Regions from separate parts of the Mus musculus genome. Here all the other regions are linked to region 1. A link is a contact called in public HiChIP or PLAC-seq and promoter capture Hi-C data. All regions are on one chromosome and are shown on one strand. Each heading gives the region's core, a stretch centred on a gene start, on an enhancer-like site or on the middle of the called end of the contact. The rest is flanking DNA. Distances are from core to core; before and after follow the strand shown.

Region 1 (2,543 bases), core at 22-2,521:
AGCAGGAAATGAGCCAGCAGAAGAGAGATGAGAAGCTGGGGCAGATGCAATGGCACATACAAAGGGATGGCGTCAGGGATGAGTCAGGGATGCTGTCTGAAGGCTGGAAGGAAAAGCCCACGTGCAGAGTGTATAGGGAGAAGGGACAGGGGAAAGGGTCCACAGCTTGGGTCTCATCTTGAGAACAGCGGAGAGCCACTAGCTGTTTCAGAGCTGGACATGGAGCCAGGATTTCATGCTTGCACGTCATATTCTACCTCCTCAGGCCCCCGATGAAAACTCCCAGGACAACTGACCTAAGGTTTTATTGGATATATATATATATAGTTTTGTTTTTGTTATTTTTGTTTTTTTGTTTTTTGAGTCAAGGTTTCTCTTTGTAGCCCTGGCTGTCCTGGAACTCTCTCTGTAGACCAGGCTGGCCTTGAACTCAGAAATTCTCCTGCCTCTGCCTCCAGAGTGCTGGGATTAAAGGCGTGTGCCACCACTGCCCGGCTTAATATTTATTCTATGTGTGGATGTTTTGCCTCTGTGTGTATGTGTGTGTGTGTGTGTGTGTGTGTGTGTGTGTGTGTGTGTGTGTGTGTGTGTGTGTGTGTGTAAGTGTGTGTGTGTGTGTGTGTAAGTGTGTGTGTGTGTGTGTGTGTGTGTGTAAGTGTGTGTGCGCGCGCGCACGCGCGCGCTCGCGCAGTGTCTACTGGAAATGCTGGATCTCCTGGAACAGTAGTTACAGCTGGTTGTGAGGTGACATGTAGGTTCTGGGAACTGAACCTGGGTCCTCTGCACAAGCGCTCTTAGAAGTTGAGCCATTGCTCCAGGCCCTTGGCCTAGGGCTTTTAAGAGAGCTCACAGTCTCCTCTGTAGAGAGGGGAGGAGCCTTGGGATGGAGATCAGCAACAGAGTCCTTGAGGGCGCTGTACCTGCAGCCTGGTAGGACATGGTGGTGGTAGTGGAGGTTATTAGGGTGGGAACATTTCAGGGTGAATGGGGTGGGATGGGGCTAGCAATTGCACGAGTATAGAAAGTCAGGGAGCAGGAAGTGTCGCACAGTCACTGGAGAGAACCCACTTTGGCAGATCTCAGATCAGCCACGATCCTGACCGTTACCCTTTTCTGGCTGCTGCTGGGGCTGCCGCCTCTCCACCACGGCCACACCCACTAAGTGCACAGAGTGAGCTCACAGACAAAGTTATTCCTGCACCTTGTCTGGCTCTTTAAGGCCACAGATTGCCCAGAAAAAGGACCGCAGAGCTGACCAATCAGAACACCAAATCCCCTCAAGCAGCAGGGATTGGCTCTAACGTGAGCACCTGACCCAAGCTGAGCCAATACAGGTGGACACCTGGGGGCTTCCCTTGAAACTTGAACAAAAGCTTCAGGAAAGAGGACCTGCATGGAGAACAAGGCCGGCCTGAGGGCATGGTTCAAGCACCTGGATCCAGCCATGCCTAAAATCAGTTTCATGGATCAACAAATCCCTCTTTTTGCCTAAGCCCATCTTAAGCGCACACTTGGTGGTTGGGTCCAACTGCGTCCTGCCCTACTTAAGTCACTGTACTCAGTCTTGACACTCTACGATGGTGTGTGTGAGGTTCTCATCTGACCCTCCACTCTACCGGTGAAGCTAGCTGAGGGATCTCTTTTGGGGTTTTTTTGGGGGGGGGGCATTGTTTGTCTGGTTTTTTGAGACAAGGTTTCTCTGTGTAGCCATGGCTGTCCTAGAACTCATTCTATAAACCAGTCTGGTCTCAAACTCAAGATTTCTACCTACCTCTGCCTCCCAACTGCTGGTATTAAAGGCATGTGCCACCACTGCCTGGCTAAGGATCTCTTTCTTTTCTACCGCTTAATCAAAAGGATTCCATAGTGACGTGCACTTACCGGAAACTACATCTTTCGCTATCCTTTCTTGTGGAGCAACAGTAGATGCCTGCCTGCAGCTCCATGGTTTTGAGTCTCCCTTGGGCCAGTACAGCTTTCCTCCAAACTCCCACAGTCAGCTCTGCCTTCTGGGTAGTTCTCCCTCTTCCCTGGTGTCCAAACATTCCATGCCGTCTGGATTGGAAAGATGGCTCTGTCAGTCCAATTTGTACTCCTCAAGGACCCAAGTTCAGTCCCCAGACCTCACAGTTTAAAAAACTGGGCACAATGGTATACAGTCTTCAAATCCCAAGGAAGAGGAAGTGGAGACAGGGACTCCATGGCCAGCCAGAGTAGCCAAATAGGCTACCCCCCCCACAAAAAAACAAACAAACAAACAAAAAAAAACAAAACTCTAGGTCCCAGGGAGAGACTCTGCCTCAAAAAACATGGTGGATCGCCCCTGAGGAATGATGCCCCAAACTGACCTCTGGGTTATACATATATACAAGAGCACACACACACACGTCTGCTCACATAAACATGCATGTGCATGTTAAATGCTTGAAATTGTTAATACTGTGAGAGTTCAAGGCCAGCCAGTTCTGTATAGCTAATTCCCAAACAGACAGATATACAGAGAGGATGGGGTTGTCTATTTGTAGGTCCCAGAATCCCCTGGT
Region 2 (2,543 bases), core at 27-2,526, 360 kb before region 1:
CTCCTCCTTCTCCTTCTTCTCCTTTCTTCTTCTTCTTTTCTTCTCCTTCCTCCTCCTCCTCCTCCTCCTCCTCCCCTTCTCCACTCAAATTGACTAACAGATATTTAGATTGCCAGGCACTGTGGGTCCCCTGGGCTCTTTCAAGTAGTTCAAGGACACTCCTGGTCCTGGGGATCTCAGTTTGCCTCCCTGGCCCTTGCCCATCTGCTCCCCCTCCCCAACCCCCTGAGCTCTGTCACTGGGAGGCCAGAACCCTGGCTCCCTCTCCCTTGGCAGCTTTTCTACCCAAGATCTGCTCCAGCATCAGCTGTCAATCAAGTACAGGCACACCCTTGACTTCCTGGTCTTTCAGGCCTCCCCAACCACCACTGTGTGTGTCTGTCTTCATTTTCTGTGACGCGCAAATTTCCAATTGTGGTCCCCGCACCAGCTCTGCCGTACCCTGTTCCTCCCACCAGCTTTGCCGCATCCCGTTTAATAAGCCTTCCTTCTGGAAGCCTTCGTCTTCATCAGTTCAGCCATAAGACAGAGACTGCTTCTGCTGCTCGCGGCATCTGTCTTGGAATCTTCCAAGTAGCCCTAAAGCCTTAACCAGGCATCTGATCCCCCCACTGTTTCTTTCCCCACAGAAAAGACATCCCGGAACTTGGCCTTCTGCTGACAGCTTGGCCACTGTGTTAGAGAGCACCTGGCCCGTTCCTAGGAGTGTTTTTCTATCTGAGCATGGCGGAGGTCCATTCAACACTTCCTAACCAGTTCCAACCCTCCGCTGCCCCCTGCGGTGGAAGCCGGAACACCATGAGCGCGCCTCTCTCTGAGCAGCCCAGGCAGGCAGGCATCTTGGGAGGGAAGAGCCTAGCCACTCCTCTCAGAGTAGAGCGCTTACAGGGTAATAAATATCCTTCATGCAGCTGCTGATGTCCTCTTTAGCGCAGATGACATTCGTTGCACCTCCCTTCCTCACACACGAGGGAGAAAATGAGGTCGGGCACAGAAGCCCATCTTCTGTCATTTTTCAGGCTGTTTCCTGATGGCGGGTGCCCCGTCCCCAGGAAGCAGCCGGATGGGAGATGGTTCTCACAAAGTCGATAAGGCCTTGTTACACTTTTCTTCTGAGAAGAAAACCCAGGCTCAGAGACGCTACTTTGTTCTACAGCATTTTTTTTTAAAAAAAGATTTATTTTATTTTATTTCTCTGCATATGTGCATCTATCTGCGGCTTTGTATGTGTGAGTGCTCGTGGAGGCCAGCAGAGGGCGTCAAACCCTAGAGTTGTGCTTTGGCAGCAAGCAGCTGTGTTTCCTGTGTAGCTTCTTCCAAGGGCTCAGTGGAGCGCTCAAAGTAGCTGCGTGCTTAGTTCAAGGCGGCCAGGGTACCAGGGAATGGTCTATCAGCTGTCAAGTAAGGCGTTAAACCGTCTCAAAGCCCAGTGTCATAGCTTACTTAAAGACACATTAAAAAGGAGCACTTGCAATAAGGATACCATTAACACTAACGGGGTTCTATAACATTTCTAACGCTGAGCTTCTGCCTGGCAGAAGTCTCAGGCAGTCTTGGGCCCTTTAAATCTCACTTCCTCTGCAGATACACCCCCGGGGATCTTTTCTCCAAGGCTAGCTGAGGATGGGGCCTCTCAGAGCCCCTGACATGAAGATAAGGCTCCTGCTGCAGTCAGTGCTCATGCTTTGTGGTAAGGGTCCACCCATGACTTCTGTCCCCTTTCACATCTGGATTCCTGCTAGGAGGCTGTGATGGGGTGGGGGTGGAGGTGGGGGCGGGGTAACGTGTTGACTGTGGTCCAGGCATGGGAACCTGCTAGATGTCTAAAATGTCATTGGAAAGGGGACCAGCAAGTTAGCTGTTTGGGTTTATGGTCTCCATGACTACGATTAGGTTAGGAGACCATCAAGAGATCCAGGTGTTGGCCGGCATAAATGGCATCTTCTGAGCCAAATACAAGTGAGCACGGCCGGGGGAACACAGACTCAAGTTTCCCCGAATGGCAAACTCCTCTACCCACAGAGAGACCGCCTTGTGTAAGCTCGGCTGTCACTCAGCAGCAGGTGGCTCGCGAAGCAGGCTGACTGCAGAGGCACAGACGGTCTTCCAGTTCACACACTGTCTTCCATGAGGCAAGAACATCTCTGCCAGGACTCTCATGTTATCACCTTAGTCTGACGTTTGCTACGAGCTAGGAGAGATGCACCAAGCTTGGTGTACATTCTACAAATTGTATCCAGTGATGTGTGTGTGTGCCCGCGCGTGTACAAGTTTACATGTAGCCCAGTCTGCATGTGGATGTCAGTACACATGTGTGTGAATGCATGTAGAGGTCAGAGATGTCAGGGTCACACCTCGGCCCCCTCTCCACCTTCCTTGTGAGACAGACTCTTTCACTGACCTGGACTGGAATTACAGGCAGGTGTCACCACATTGGATCCCCGCCCCCCCCCCCCATCAGCTATGCCCTTTTTTTAATAGTTAATTTAGTTACATGGGAAACTAATACCAAAACACACTTAGCCCAGATGATCAAGTACTGC
Region 3 (2,543 bases), core at 27-2,526, 290 kb before region 1:
CAGCTATCAGAACTGCACTTCTCTCTTGCTTTGCAATGGGCCAGCAACAGGGACTTTCTTGTCTTGGTCATGACCTGGTCAGAGGGACCCAAACGGGAACACTTCTCAGTTCACAAGACATCACCCTACTGTCCCACAGGTCTGCTGGACAGACCTGATGACTAGCCAGAATTCTCTCTCTCTCTCTGTCTCTGTCTCTCCCTCTCCCTCCCGTCTCTCCCCCCATCTCTCTCCCTCCCTCCTTCCCTTCTTTCTTCCCTCCCTTCCTTTTTTCTGCCTGACTGCCTGTCTGTCTGGCTGTCTTGTCTTTCCTTCTTTCCATCCATCTTTCTTTCTGTCCTGGGGGATTAGGGTGACAGGGTCTTGATATATAGCCCTGGCTGGCCTGGAATTTGCCATGTAGACCAGGATGGGGTTACAGGTGTGCACGGTCACCTCCAACTGAAACACACTTTACAATAACACAATGTGAAAGAACCAAGTGGGGAACCCCCCCACTCAATTTCCAATTCGGTGTGCACCCAAAGAAACACTAGAGACTGTCTTGATGCAAACACACGAGGTAGTTTAATGACGGAGCTCTGGGCCGAAATGTATCTCACACAGGAGACAGCAGTTGTCGGCCACATGGCTCAAAAGCTAGGGGTTTTTATAGAAATGAGTCTGGGGCTGGGGGAGGAATTGGCGCGGTTTCACATGATTGGTTCATTTAAATATCAGCAGACTGTATGTGCAGATCGAGGTAACAGCAGAGCATCCAGTTAACATTTAACTTAGGTCAGAAGGGCGGGGGATAGGGAGGCGCTGGGCCAGTCAGGACATTCTTTTATGTCTTCCCTATCTTTATGGCTAGTTGGTTCCTGGGATGACTTTACAGCCTTTGTTCTTTGCTCTAGGCTCAAAAAGCCCTCCTAACTAGCAAGCTGCATGAGTCATGGACATTGAATTTTAATTCTTTCTTTCAAAGGTCTGCTGTCTAAGAAGCAGCTCCAGGGGTCTCATGGCCTGGACTCTGTTGAGACATTCCTTCTGATGGGCATAGCTAATTTGTTGCTGTATCTACCAAGTCATAAAGCCACATGCAATGCCACCAGCAAAGGACAGCAGGAATGTATAGGACATGGGGCTGGGGATGTGGGCAGGAAACACAGAAGCCTTGACACCCTGCCCCCCACCTGCCACGTTACTTAAGATACGATTGGTGGATTGTGTGAGAAGGTCCAGGTTTGTCTTGCTGAAGGTCCAGGTTTGTCTTGCTAATGTTCACCTACGCTTTCTACAAGCACCTGGCTGTTTGAATAAGAGGTGGTCACATGGTTGGCCTTCTGTCTTAATGCTTCAATCAAGAGTTATCAAAAGTAGACAATTGCTGGGCGTGGTGGTGTATTCCTGTATTCCCAGCACTTGGGATGCAGAGGCAGAAGGCTCAGGGGTTCAAGGTCATCTTCGGCTGACCTTGAGTTCAGTGTTCAATTTCAGAGTTCAATGACAGCCTGGGCTACTTGAGTCTCTGTCTCAAAGAGGTTGAGGGCGCTAGAGAGATGGTTTCACTGTTCAGCATATCTGGTGCGTTTGCGGATGATCTGAGTTTAGTCTCCCCAGCTCCCATCGTAGGCAGCTCACAACTGCCCGTATGTGCAGCTCTAGGAGATCCAGTGCCTGCCCTCTTCTGGACTTCTCAGGCATCTGTATTCACATGTACATGCGCACAGACATACACACACACACACACACACACACACACACACACACACACACACGAAAGCAACCTTAAAAACAAATAAACAATCCAAAACCAGAATGCGGCTCACAGCTTCCACAGGTGACCTAAGGCCTTTGATTTCTGTTCTCTGTGCCTCAGTTCTATGGCTGTCTAGTGAGCTCATAAACACCTTCATTAGTTTGCTGGGCATGTCTACCTGATAATGTGCTACCGGTTGGAAGCACACATCCTATTGCCTGGCATACAGTCGGCACTTGATAAATGGTGTGTGTCATGGGAGCGGATCACCAAACCAAGCCTGAACACTCTTAACTGCAATGTCAGCCCCTAAACACAAGGAAGGAGAGTTGGGACAGCTGTGAGCCAGAGGTAAGGAGGAGCCCCTCCCCTCTCTTCTCCTGAGCCTCATGGATTACCTCAGTGGATGTGACCAGAGTTCTCCTATAGGGAAGCACCAGTGAGATTTCAGGAGGAAGACGGCCGTTGTGAGTGAGACAGTGCTGTCAGGGAGACTCTAATTGAACACTGGGCAAACAAGCCTGCAACTGCTCCCAGTGGCTGCCCATTCCCACACTCCACCCTTTGCCTGTGTGTGTATCGGGCCCTATGCACCAGCTCCACCTAACCAGCAAAGTCTTCTACACCAAGGCTCTGCTCCAGACCTTCCTCTTCAAGACAGTGTGTCATCTCCATCCTCCCCAGCAGGGGTCCTCCTTCCTCTTCTGATCTCCCTCAGCCCCCTTCCCTTCCTAGCCAATCTCCCTCCCAGTTAATCCTCCCTCTCTGTGTGTGTATTTCTGCATGTGTGCACACATGTACT

What was found. Promoter capture Hi-C pulls out the DNA fragments that hold promoters and counts their contacts. HiChIP or PLAC-seq counts read pairs in DNA pulled down with a chosen protein or histone mark.
Region 2: a promoter capture Hi-C map of embryonic stem cells shows a contact between it and region 1, with 2.8 times the contacts expected there. The contact joins two enhancer-like sites. A contact is called at or near these places in 9 of 39 promoter capture datasets (the C10 cell line, cranial neural crest, embryonic stem cells and 5 more), 1 of 15 datasets of contacts at CTCF or cohesin (pro-B cells), 14 of 484 Hi-C or Micro-C datasets (the N1E-115 cell line, cerebellum, cerebral cortex and 5 more), 12 of 115 datasets of contacts at active chromatin or transcription factors (astrocytes, embryonic basal ganglia, embryonic forebrain and 6 more) and 2 of 9 other capture datasets (adipose tissue and pancreatic islet).
Region 3: a contact with region 1 is called in an H3K27ac HiChIP or PLAC-seq map of embryonic stem cells, with 12 read pairs. The contact joins two enhancer-like sites. A contact is called at or near these places in 5 of 484 Hi-C or Micro-C datasets (the N1E-115 cell line, cerebral cortex, cortical neurons and 1 more) and 3 of 115 datasets of contacts at active chromatin or transcription factors (all in embryonic stem cells).

Annotation. Positions count from the first base shown.
Region 1 is chr4:138,498,764-138,501,306 of GRCm38.p6, reverse strand. Gm32549 (a long non-coding RNA gene) reads right to left here. Exons shown (of 4, transcript XR_390857.3): 3 at 1,882-2,055. Among named protein-coding and RNA genes, the nearest start is that of Gm32549, 3.6 kb to the right of the region's middle. Within about 2 kb of position 1,271, at least 7 of the 459 cell types and tissues checked have an H3K27ac peak or open chromatin away from gene starts, as enhancers often do. A contact at or near this core is called in embryonic stem cells, where this site is marked.
Region 2 is chr4:138,858,189-138,860,731 of GRCm38.p6, reverse strand. It overlaps a transcript of Pla2g5 not described here. Among named protein-coding and RNA genes, the nearest start is that of Gm32930, 4.0 kb to the left of the region's middle. Within about 2 kb of position 1,276, at least 27 of the 459 cell types and tissues checked have an H3K27ac peak or open chromatin away from gene starts, as enhancers often do. A contact at or near this core is called in embryonic stem cells, where this site is marked.
Region 3 is chr4:138,793,359-138,795,901 of GRCm38.p6, reverse strand. No RefSeq gene overlaps it. Among named protein-coding and RNA genes, the nearest start is that of Gm32871, 14 kb to the right of the region's middle. Within about 2 kb of position 1,276, at least 24 of the 459 cell types and tissues checked have an H3K27ac peak or open chromatin away from gene starts, as enhancers often do. A contact at or near this core is called in embryonic stem cells, where this site is marked.